Linked DNA regions of Gossypium hirsutum: region 2 is linked to region 1. The links are chromatin contacts, called in public Hi-C maps. All regions are on one chromosome and are shown on one strand. Each heading gives the region's core, a stretch centred on a gene start, on an enhancer-like site or on the middle of the called end of the contact. The rest is flanking DNA. Distances are from core to core; before and after follow the strand shown.

Region 1 (4,801 bases), core at 1,613-4,112:
ATATGGCCAAACTCATTAAAAACGATTTTTTATATTATATAAAGTTTAAAAATATTAAAAAATATTTTTATTTAAAAATATGATTTTGTGTATAACTTTTTAATTCTATTGTTACCTTTTTGGATATATAAAAAATAAAAATATATATTTTGGAAAATGAATAAATATAAATAAATTTGTTTTTCAATAAGAAAAGAAGGGAAATTTAACCCGTGCCAAGAATTTTCGTTATTGGAAATAAATTCATCAATTAAATAAAGAAAAAAAATTAAGTCAATTTTACATGTCATTTGTCATGAAGCTGACAATCCATATACTGATATGAGATGGATCAAAGCACATGATCAAGATCAATATAAACATGAGATGGATTTGTCATGAGCATATGCCCTCATAAAAAGTTTGAAAAAAATATTTTTTTTATTTTTTTATATATACTAAAAGGTACCAATAAAATTTTAAAATTGATAGATATCATATTTTAAAGGAAAATAATTTTTAATACTTTTAAACTCTATATAATTTAGAAAAATCATTTTTAATGAATTTAGACACATGATTGTCCAAATTCATAGTGAATCCAGACAACCATATGTCCTCATTCATTTTAGATTTAACTTTTAAATGGTTTTTATTAATTTTTTATTTTTGAACATTTTAAATTTTACTTAATACATTTATAAATTTTAATAATGTTTTTAAAAAATATTAAATATTCCAGTCAAACATAAAAAAATATTTCTTTTAATTTCTTTTTATTATTCTTTTTAAAAAATGATTTTTTTTTTAGTTTTGTTGATGTGGTGGCTGACTTGGTACTGCAACGCCAACAACTATCGATGACATGAAGCGCCACATCAATGTTATAACCGGCCACGTCAGCACTGTAATGGTCATAAGCAGAAAATGATTGCCACGGGGCTTAATTGGTGTAATTTGTGACTTTGAGAGCTTGATTGAGTGTGTTTTTCACGGAGGGGCTTAATTAATCTTTTCGCCAAATTATAGGGCTTATATGCCTCTTTAGCCTAAAATGAAAATTTATATTTCTATTATCATTTATATATATTTATTAATTTTCTCATTATTTTAATGATTTCTCTAAATTATTATTGATGTTTATGATTTTTTTAAATTTTTAATTTTAAATTAGTTGAATCAAGAATGATGGTCTAGTCGATTCAACCATAGTCTTATTCTTAAAACATTAGAAAAGGTGGTAATGAATTACAAATACTTAAATTCAAATCCTAACTTAAAAATAATTATATTGAATATATTAATTAAGGGGATCAATAATAAAAGTAATTAGATTGCAAGGATAAACCTATGATCACGGATAAAATGATAACAAAATTGAAAAAAAAAATAGCATATTTTAATTATATAATCTCATTATGTAAAATTGATTACGGGTAAACCTATGATTACGGGTAAAATGTTTACAGGTAAAATTGATTAAAAAATAGCATTATGTAAGAATTTTTTTTTAATAATCTCATTATTCGTTTTAATTATATCTGCACTTTTTGACATTATGCTTAGAATTACCCATAGCCCCTTCTTAACCCAAAAATAGGAGAATAATGCGTTTCAGCACACTCTAACCCACGTTCTCTTGCATTAGCAATAATACCTGTGCCAATCAATCTAAGATTCAATCGACTACAATAACATTATCTTACATAAGGAAGAGGTGATAATAAAATTACACCTATATTTCATAATTTTGGTACTATTAAAAAATATAATATTATTGATTCAAAATATTCTTTAAGATTTAAAAAAGGTAATTCATTCTAGAATCTTACATTACTTCAAAAATATGAAATTTCTTAAACCAAACACCTTAAAAAAAAACTACAAAAAGAAACTTAACAACTTTTTATTTGAAATTAGTTAATTTTTTGAATGAGATTCAATAATAGATTAGGTTACTTAACCATAATTTAATAGTGTTTGGATCATACCTAACAAAATAGGATAAGTTCCAGTTCTATAAGTTTATACAAATGAAATATTATAATTGTTTCAGATAACCGGCCAAAACCAAATTCATCTTTCCATTTCAGTAATACCAATAAAATGATATAAGAAGAAATGCTGGCATTGTAATCTTTGAAATGTTACAATCTTTTATACAATCATTGGCTAATCTGCAGAAAAGAAAATGTCAAAAGCAGCTGGTTTCAAATTCCCCTTGATTTGGCCTGATACCCAAGGAAAGGGAAGGATCAGCGCTTATCCCTTTGGAATTTGCAGACAAAGTTCGGCTTGGATTGCCTTCATGAAAGAGAAATGTTCACATTACAAAGAAAATCACAACATATTCAATAAACAAACATTAAATCTAATTAATAATTTATTATTACTTAAAAAGTTATTTAAGAGTGTTATTTATTCTTTCGTCAGGTTATTTATTCTATCTAAACTAAGTTTGAGTAAAGAAATCTGATGGTTAAAATTCAATTCGATTAAAGTTTAAATCGATATTATTTGAATCGAATGAATAAATTAATTAGACTAAAAATCAGTTAAAATATGGATCTGAAAAATAACAAATGGTCGATCTAAACACCATCCAATAATTTTAAGATGAAGAAGTAGATGGAGGGAGACTTGGTGGGTCCATCCGCCAAATAAAGCAGAAGAAAGCGACCCTTTTCCCGACTATAAGAAGCAGCAAGTCACCCATGGGAAGAATGCAGGCAATATCTCAAAGATTCGGATTTGTGGGGCCATTTAAGAAGGCGACTTGGATTACCTGTGTTTCTATTCGAAAGGAAAATGATGGACAGCTGTTGGGTTATTTCTAAGCAAAAATGGTGATCATCATCAGCCCCTGCCCGCTGTCAGCTAATTGTATCGCCATCGTTTTTCTACAAAATTCAATTTGTATTTCGGCTAATGGATGGTTACGTCAATTGTACGATGTTGAATCAAATTAAAAGCTCCACCTTCTCCACATTCCTTAATGAACGGTTCATTTTTGTTCACACCATTTTATTACCAAATTTTCTTTTTCTCGTCTGGATAAATATTTAAACTTGAATATCGGCATGATTTGGACACCGTTGAATTGGGATAAAAATATACCTTTTCACTCAAAAATTTAGGTCTTGTTTATTATTCTTATGGATGTGAAAAAGAAAAATAGTTTCTCATCCTAATGCTGAACAGTCAAATTTTACTTTGTCCAAAAAAAAAAAACACCAACCCAATTCAGCTTTTGGCTTTTATAAATATTCATTTAAGTTTAAAATTATAAATTTGTACTCTCATAATTTAACATATTAATTGCTTAAAAATATATAAATTTTATATTAATTACTTAAAAATATTTAAAATTTATTTCATATATGATGATAATATTAACTACCATTTTTAATTATTTTTACTATAATCTAAATTAAATATTTGTTAATACCAAAATAATCAACCTTTTAGAGAGGAGCATTCTTTAAGAAAAAAGAGGTAAAAGTACTATGGATGCCCTTAAACAAAGATTCAGATTGCATTTTGTCATTTTTACTAAATAAATAAATAAATTACCCCTTTGTATGCTAGAAAAATGGCAATTTGACCTTTTGTCAAAACTTTCATCCAATTTATATTGTTAAATGATTATTTGGATTTTATTTCAAAATTAATCCATCTATATTTATATTAAAGAGAAAATTGGTCTTCTGTCAAAATTTTCATTCATTTTTACTTTTAAGTGAAAACAAAACTGATGGAGTAACTAAGCAATGATACATGGTGTACCACATATACCTTATGTTGACGTGAAAAATGCTGAGATAACAAATACTTAAAAAAATTTAAAATCTTAAAAATAAATAAAAGTTTATAATAATTATTTAAAAAATCATATAGAGGATGAATTAGGACAAAGATTCATCTTGAACGTGACTTTTTAAATAATTTAAAAGTTATAAAAAATTATTTAGAAAATATAAAATATTATAAAATAATTAAAAGTAATTAAAACAACATCTAAAATGAGCATGGATAAATGATTGTTTAGATTCAAATAAATCTAGACAATTATTTATTTAAGTTTATTTTAGAGTGATTGCTTAAATAAATATTAAATGATTATAAAAATTCGTATAAAACTATAGAAAATTACTTAGAGATGATTAAGAGTTATAAGAAATTATAAATAATTATTAAAATTGAAAAATTAATATAAAAAAGTTATTATGTAAGGTCACTATTGTACGTGTAATATAAGAAATTAATTATAGCAACTTGATTAAAAAGATACATATAATTTAATAGAAAGACTAATTTTAATGGTGAATTTAACAGAAAGATTAATTTTAATTTTTTTCTTTCAAATGTACAGGAATTAATTTATCATTTTTGAGTAGAGGGAGCAAAATATAATATAACTCCTAATACAAATACTTCCATAATACTTTTATTAAAAACCACAACAATAAAATATCATATATATTATCTTTCAAACTCATTACTTGAATAATCAAATAATATATTTGAAAAAAATTAAAATTAAAATTCTAAACTTTCCATCTTAAATTTAAAATCCTAAACTCTAAAATTTTAACTTTAAACTCTAAAAAATAAAAATAACTTAAAACTAATATTGAGTAACTTCATTTCAAATTTTGGTGAAAAAATTGAGTAACAACCAGTTAACCAATTGTGACGAAATTTTTAATGGTTGAATGTGTTTGTGATTCTTTTGAGAAACAAGCTGATGGTATACTAAAAATTCCATCAGTTTGTGATTTTTTGATGTTTGAAGTTTAAATCTTAGTGCTTGCATTTTTTT
Region 2 (5,034 bases), core at 1,161-3,660, 70 kb after region 1:
AAGATCCGAAACTGTTTGTCAGTTTATGCACTTTCCGTTGGATACACACTATGTTGCCATGAAATGAATTTTGTGGCACTTATGAGCCACAGAGGATTATAGTGTGTGTTTTCATCCTACTCGTAAGCTATCCATTACTAGCTTTGTTGATGCCAAATTGGGACTTGACATTGATGATTGTCGGTATACATCAAGGTATTGTTTATTTTTCACTGATAATTCGATGTCTTGGTCTTCTAAGAAATAATAAGTCACATCACAGTCTATTGTTGAGGTAGAGTATTAGAGTATTGCTAGTTCCACAACTTATATTATATGGTTAGGGTCTTTGCTTACTGGGTTACACGTGCAACCTAATGATAAGAGTGTGTTGTGGTGAGACAATTTGAGTGTCATGGCAGTCTTAGCGAATCCCCTTTTTCACTTCGAGTTTTGTGGAGCTTGATTTGTATTTTGCTCGAGAGTGAGTTACTACTGGTAAATTGATTGTTGGCCAAGTCCCGGCTTCAGAACAGGTTGCTGACATACTTACTAAATGCCTATCTGCGATGCTTTTTTTGCAAAATGCGAAGTAGACTGAAGGTGCAGGCAATAGAAGACGGGTGAATGTTAGTGATTCAGTAATCAAGTCAAACTTAGTTAGAGTTAGTTTGAATTAGTTTAGTTAATTTGATTTCAATTTATTTGTTAGTTAGTTTGGCTTTAGTTTATTTGTTACAAATTATGTTGTAATTTATTAATATTCCTTAATGTAAATATGTTGATATAATGAAGGATTGTAAGCAAGTTCTCAGTTCAATAATATTTCTGCACATATTTCTTGACATATTTTCTCTCTTGTTTTCTTCATTTGTTAAGTTCATATCTAGTTTTCTGTTTAACCATTATTTCTTAATTTTACTCATCAATCCTTCCAAAATCTTCACAATATTGTACATTCATAAATAACATAGACATTTTACTTCATAGCAACACAATAATAGTAATAAATATCCCAATTCTCAACAACCAAACACCTTAATATATAGTAATATCTATCTTTTTAAAATTTGTTTAGTTAACATAACACAACCTATAATTAAAGTTTAAAGAAAAAATTTTAAAAGTATTTTTTTCACAAGTTTCAAAAACAGCACTAAATTAGCCCTCAGATTCAATAGGTTAAAGTTAGCAATACTTTCCGGATTAGTGTGGACCTCACACTAAGCTTCTTTCATTTTATTTTAGTAACCTGTCAAAGTTCAATCAATTCCTATGGTCCAGTATCACTATCGCTGCTACAGTCATGGATGTCAATCAATCATCTGATAATGAATATTAAATAACGTCGGCAACTTCCATGGCTCATGAGTTTCCTTATTATCTCACATACCAACTTTTTTCCTACCTTCAGCTAAACCAAAGCCTAGAACTTTGGACTGAACCATGGCCAAATATGGTGGGCAAAATTGATGGTTCTTACACACACTGAAAGAAGACATTAAAACATGAATATTCCTTTCACAACCAGCTGCTGCAAATGGCCAAGGAAGGGAGGATTTTTAGAGTTGAAACGGTGCATTCAAATGGATTATATTTAAAGATTACAAACTCGGAAGAATTTAGGTGATGAAGATCAGACCATGTTTTTAGAATGTTTAGAGCACCAGTTTAAGCTGCAACTTGTTTTATTCTAAAACATCAATGGTTAAACCAGATATGGTCACCTATTAGTGTTCTTCGCCACCCAGACTGAGATGGTTACCTATAATGGGCTGCCGATTTTCAACTTTCAAGAGATCATTGTCGACTTTCAATAGCAATTGTCGATTTTTCCGGATTTAAAATTAAATTATATATTTTTACAAGAGTAAAAGTATAATTTTATCGTTTTAATAATTTATATTTTTATAATTTTTAAAAGATTAAATAAATTTTTATTATTTTTTAAGAGTAAAAATATAATAATATTATTACTAATTTAAAAATTTATAAATTATAAAAATATAAATGAAAAAATAATTTTTATTTTAGGGGCTGAGCACTGCTAGCCCCACTTGGCTTCGCCACTTGCTTTGCTCTTTTTTTTTTCAGAAACTCCATATATTATGTTGTCTTTAGCGTTTTTCACATTAGCAATTGTCCCAATTTGAGTGCTAACATGAGATTTTAGACCAGAGAGAAGGTGTCTAATTTCTCTTTTCTGGTTGTTTATTTTCCTTAGCAGGATCATCTTAGAAACCCGTTGATTACGGTGCATTTGATAGATGGCAACGTGGCATAGGCCAATTATTTCAATGGACGAAGAAGAGTTCTGGAGATGAGCCGGGTGCTTCTGCCAGTGGAATTATGAGAACCTTGGTCCCCTACTGGGACCGTACCTCACATTTGACAGATAAAAAGAAGAACGTGTTTTTTAGGACCGACCATTTTCCTGGTAGAACCCAAGCTGTCTGGTACTTGAAAGGACTTTGGCTTGCTCTCTTCTCGTATACAAGCTAAACCCAAATGTTTGTATGCATATGTTCAATTAAGTCGACTCGGTTGGATATGAAAGTTATAGACATATGAGGGGTGATAGTTCTAGGTTTTCCTCATCTTTGCATCTATTCATCTTATTTCCTTTTACAGCCTTCTTTCCTATACACACTTTGAAAGTTGCAAACTCAGTACAAGTATTCCCCTCTTTAAGAACAATCAGAATCCCAGAGGTTCTAGATTGGGAGGACTCTGAGCTAGGATTAGCTTTTGAAATTGAAACTTCATTTGCATCCCAGAATGATGGCAGTAATTAAACAACCCAATCAGTCAATTGATGGCTCCTTGAATTCGTTGGACGACCCTATCTCTACGTGAACCAGAAATTTTGGACATCATGTTGAACATATAACATAGTTAAGAAAATGGTAACATCAGACACCATTCAGATACGATATGTTGAGGCCAATCAGAGTTAGACACCACTCACATTCACTTGATTCGATATTACGTTCCATCAGGTACAGGATCATTCCCTACGAATGGCTAAACTCTGTCATCATCTGTAAACTAGCTTTAGCCATAGGTGTAGCATTTTATCACTTCATAGATTACCCTTCAATCACTGTTATTTTGCACTAGAACAACATCCAGTCAAAAACCCTAGAGTTGAATCAAGCGTAAGCGGTCCATCCATCAGAGAAAAATTCTCAAGTCTCAACCTATCTATGTCTATCAAAACCGAATATCGTTGGGGTTTACTGCTTGTTTTGAATTCAGCTAAACCGAGATTGGTGTGCTGGAATATTTATTATTAAAATAAATATTTAGCGCTGTTTAATTTTATAATAAATTAAAGGGTTAATATATAATTTGATTCTTGAACTTGTTCATTTTATGTAGTTGGTCCCTAAATATTTTTTATCTAATTGGTCCTTAAACTTGTATTTCATCAACTATATTAATATTTTTGTACTAACATTATTAGTTGTGCTAACGTGATACAACTAGCTAATCTGGTGATCTCACGTGGTAGCCTCTTAGTGCACCATATGGAAAACATAAACTAAAAATATATATAAATATATAAATTATGTTTCCCATATGTCGTCCTCTAAATTGGTTAGAAATATCATGGCATCATCACAAACTAACGGTGTTAGTGTGGAGGAACCAACTTGATTGACGGAATACAAGTTCAACGACTAATTAGATCCAAAAAGTTAGGAACCAACTAGATACAAATAGATAAGTTCAGGGGCTAAATTATATATTATTCCTAAATTAACTAGTTTTATGTATTTTAAACAGAAATTTGTGTTTAGAATTGAAATAGAAGATGTCGAATTCTCTCTGTGGTGACAATGGGGATGGTTCCTGTTCTGTTGGTGATCGGAATACTAAAAAGGTGCGGTTTAAAGAGACAGATTCAAGGTCGGATCCAGAGATGGTTGTTGATTCGAATCCTTTATCGTCGTTATCCTAGAAAGAGAAGCTTTTCGGTAAAAGATTGCATGATCAAAAAGGGGGAGTAAAGTGGTTAGTCTTGAAACGGATGATGATTTTGCTTTTTCTTGATGGAGATATCAAAAGGTCATCTGTTAACGGAGTTCCATCGATTGAGTTTTTGGATCGGGTTAATCAACTTTTAATCAAAGAAATGTCTACCTGAGTGGTGCTTAAGTTGTTGGGGCAAAACATTAGATTTGCAGCACTCCAAAATCAGATTAATGGATTTCGGAAGCCTTCCATGTCATCCCAATTGATGGATATTGAGAACGGATATTTCCTGATGAAATTCAAGAATTCAGAGGATTATGAGACGGTTTTAACCCAAGGACCATGGATCATTTACGGTCAATATCTGACTGTACAACCCTAGACAACAGAGTTTAATCTCGCACAACCTTACCCGAATGTGGTAATGACCTTGATCAAATCCCCGGGTCTTCCAGGACATTTGTACAAAAAGAGAATACTGTGGGAAATTAGTGGAATGGTTGGCAAGATTGCAAAATTGGATTTCAATACGGATAGCAAAGCGAGAGGAAAATATGCTCGTATGGCTGTTTACGTTAATCTGGGAAAACCTTTGCTTTCACAGGTCCTAATTAATGGAAATATTCAACGCATCGAATATGAATCGTTACCGGTGGTTTGTTTCTCTTGTGGGCGGTACGGTCATTTTAAGGAAACTTGTACATAGGCGAAAGAGGTTGTGACTACTCCGGTCGGAAAAGATTTAACGGCAGATATGGCTATGGCGGATGCTGGTACTGTGGTGGATGAAGGGCCATTTGGACCTTGGATGATAATGGAGTGAAAAATCAGGAGACAACCAAGAGAATCTCGTAAACTTAGAAAGAATACCCCTGGAGGGGGTTTCTCGGGATCCCGATTTAAGGCATTGACCCAGATTGAAGAGGAAGATGATGATACTGCTTTGGAAAAGGAAAGGTCGACGATATCCAAAAATAAGGGAAAGAAAATTTTGGAAAACTTAGCTCAAGAAGATTCGGTTATAAAGAAATGTCTTCCTCAGTGGAGGCTTTCATCAGGTAAGTCGTGGAACCTTTA

The links. Hi-C and Micro-C count contacts between places; a contact is called where the count stands out from the background.
Region 2: a Hi-C map of leaf shows a contact between it and region 1, with 4 times the contacts expected there. The contact joins two enhancer-like sites. A contact is called at or near these places in 5 of 34 Hi-C or Micro-C datasets (fibers, leaf and petal).

The regions. Positions count from the first base shown.
Region 1 is chrD12:29,289,214-29,294,014 of Gossypium_hirsutum_v2.1, forward strand. No RefSeq gene overlaps it. Among protein-coding and RNA genes, the nearest start is that of LOC107942417, 16 kb to the left of the region's middle. Within about 2 kb of position 2,863, at least 2 of the 9 cell types and tissues checked have an H3K27ac peak or open chromatin away from gene starts, as enhancers often do. A contact at or near this core is called in fibers and leaf, where this site is marked.
Region 2 is chrD12:29,359,616-29,364,649 of Gossypium_hirsutum_v2.1, forward strand. No RefSeq gene overlaps it. Among protein-coding and RNA genes, the nearest start is that of LOC121224527, 16 kb to the right of the region's middle. Within about 2 kb of position 2,411, at least 8 of the 9 cell types and tissues checked have an H3K27ac peak or open chromatin away from gene starts, as enhancers often do. A contact at or near this core is called in fibers and leaf, where this site is marked.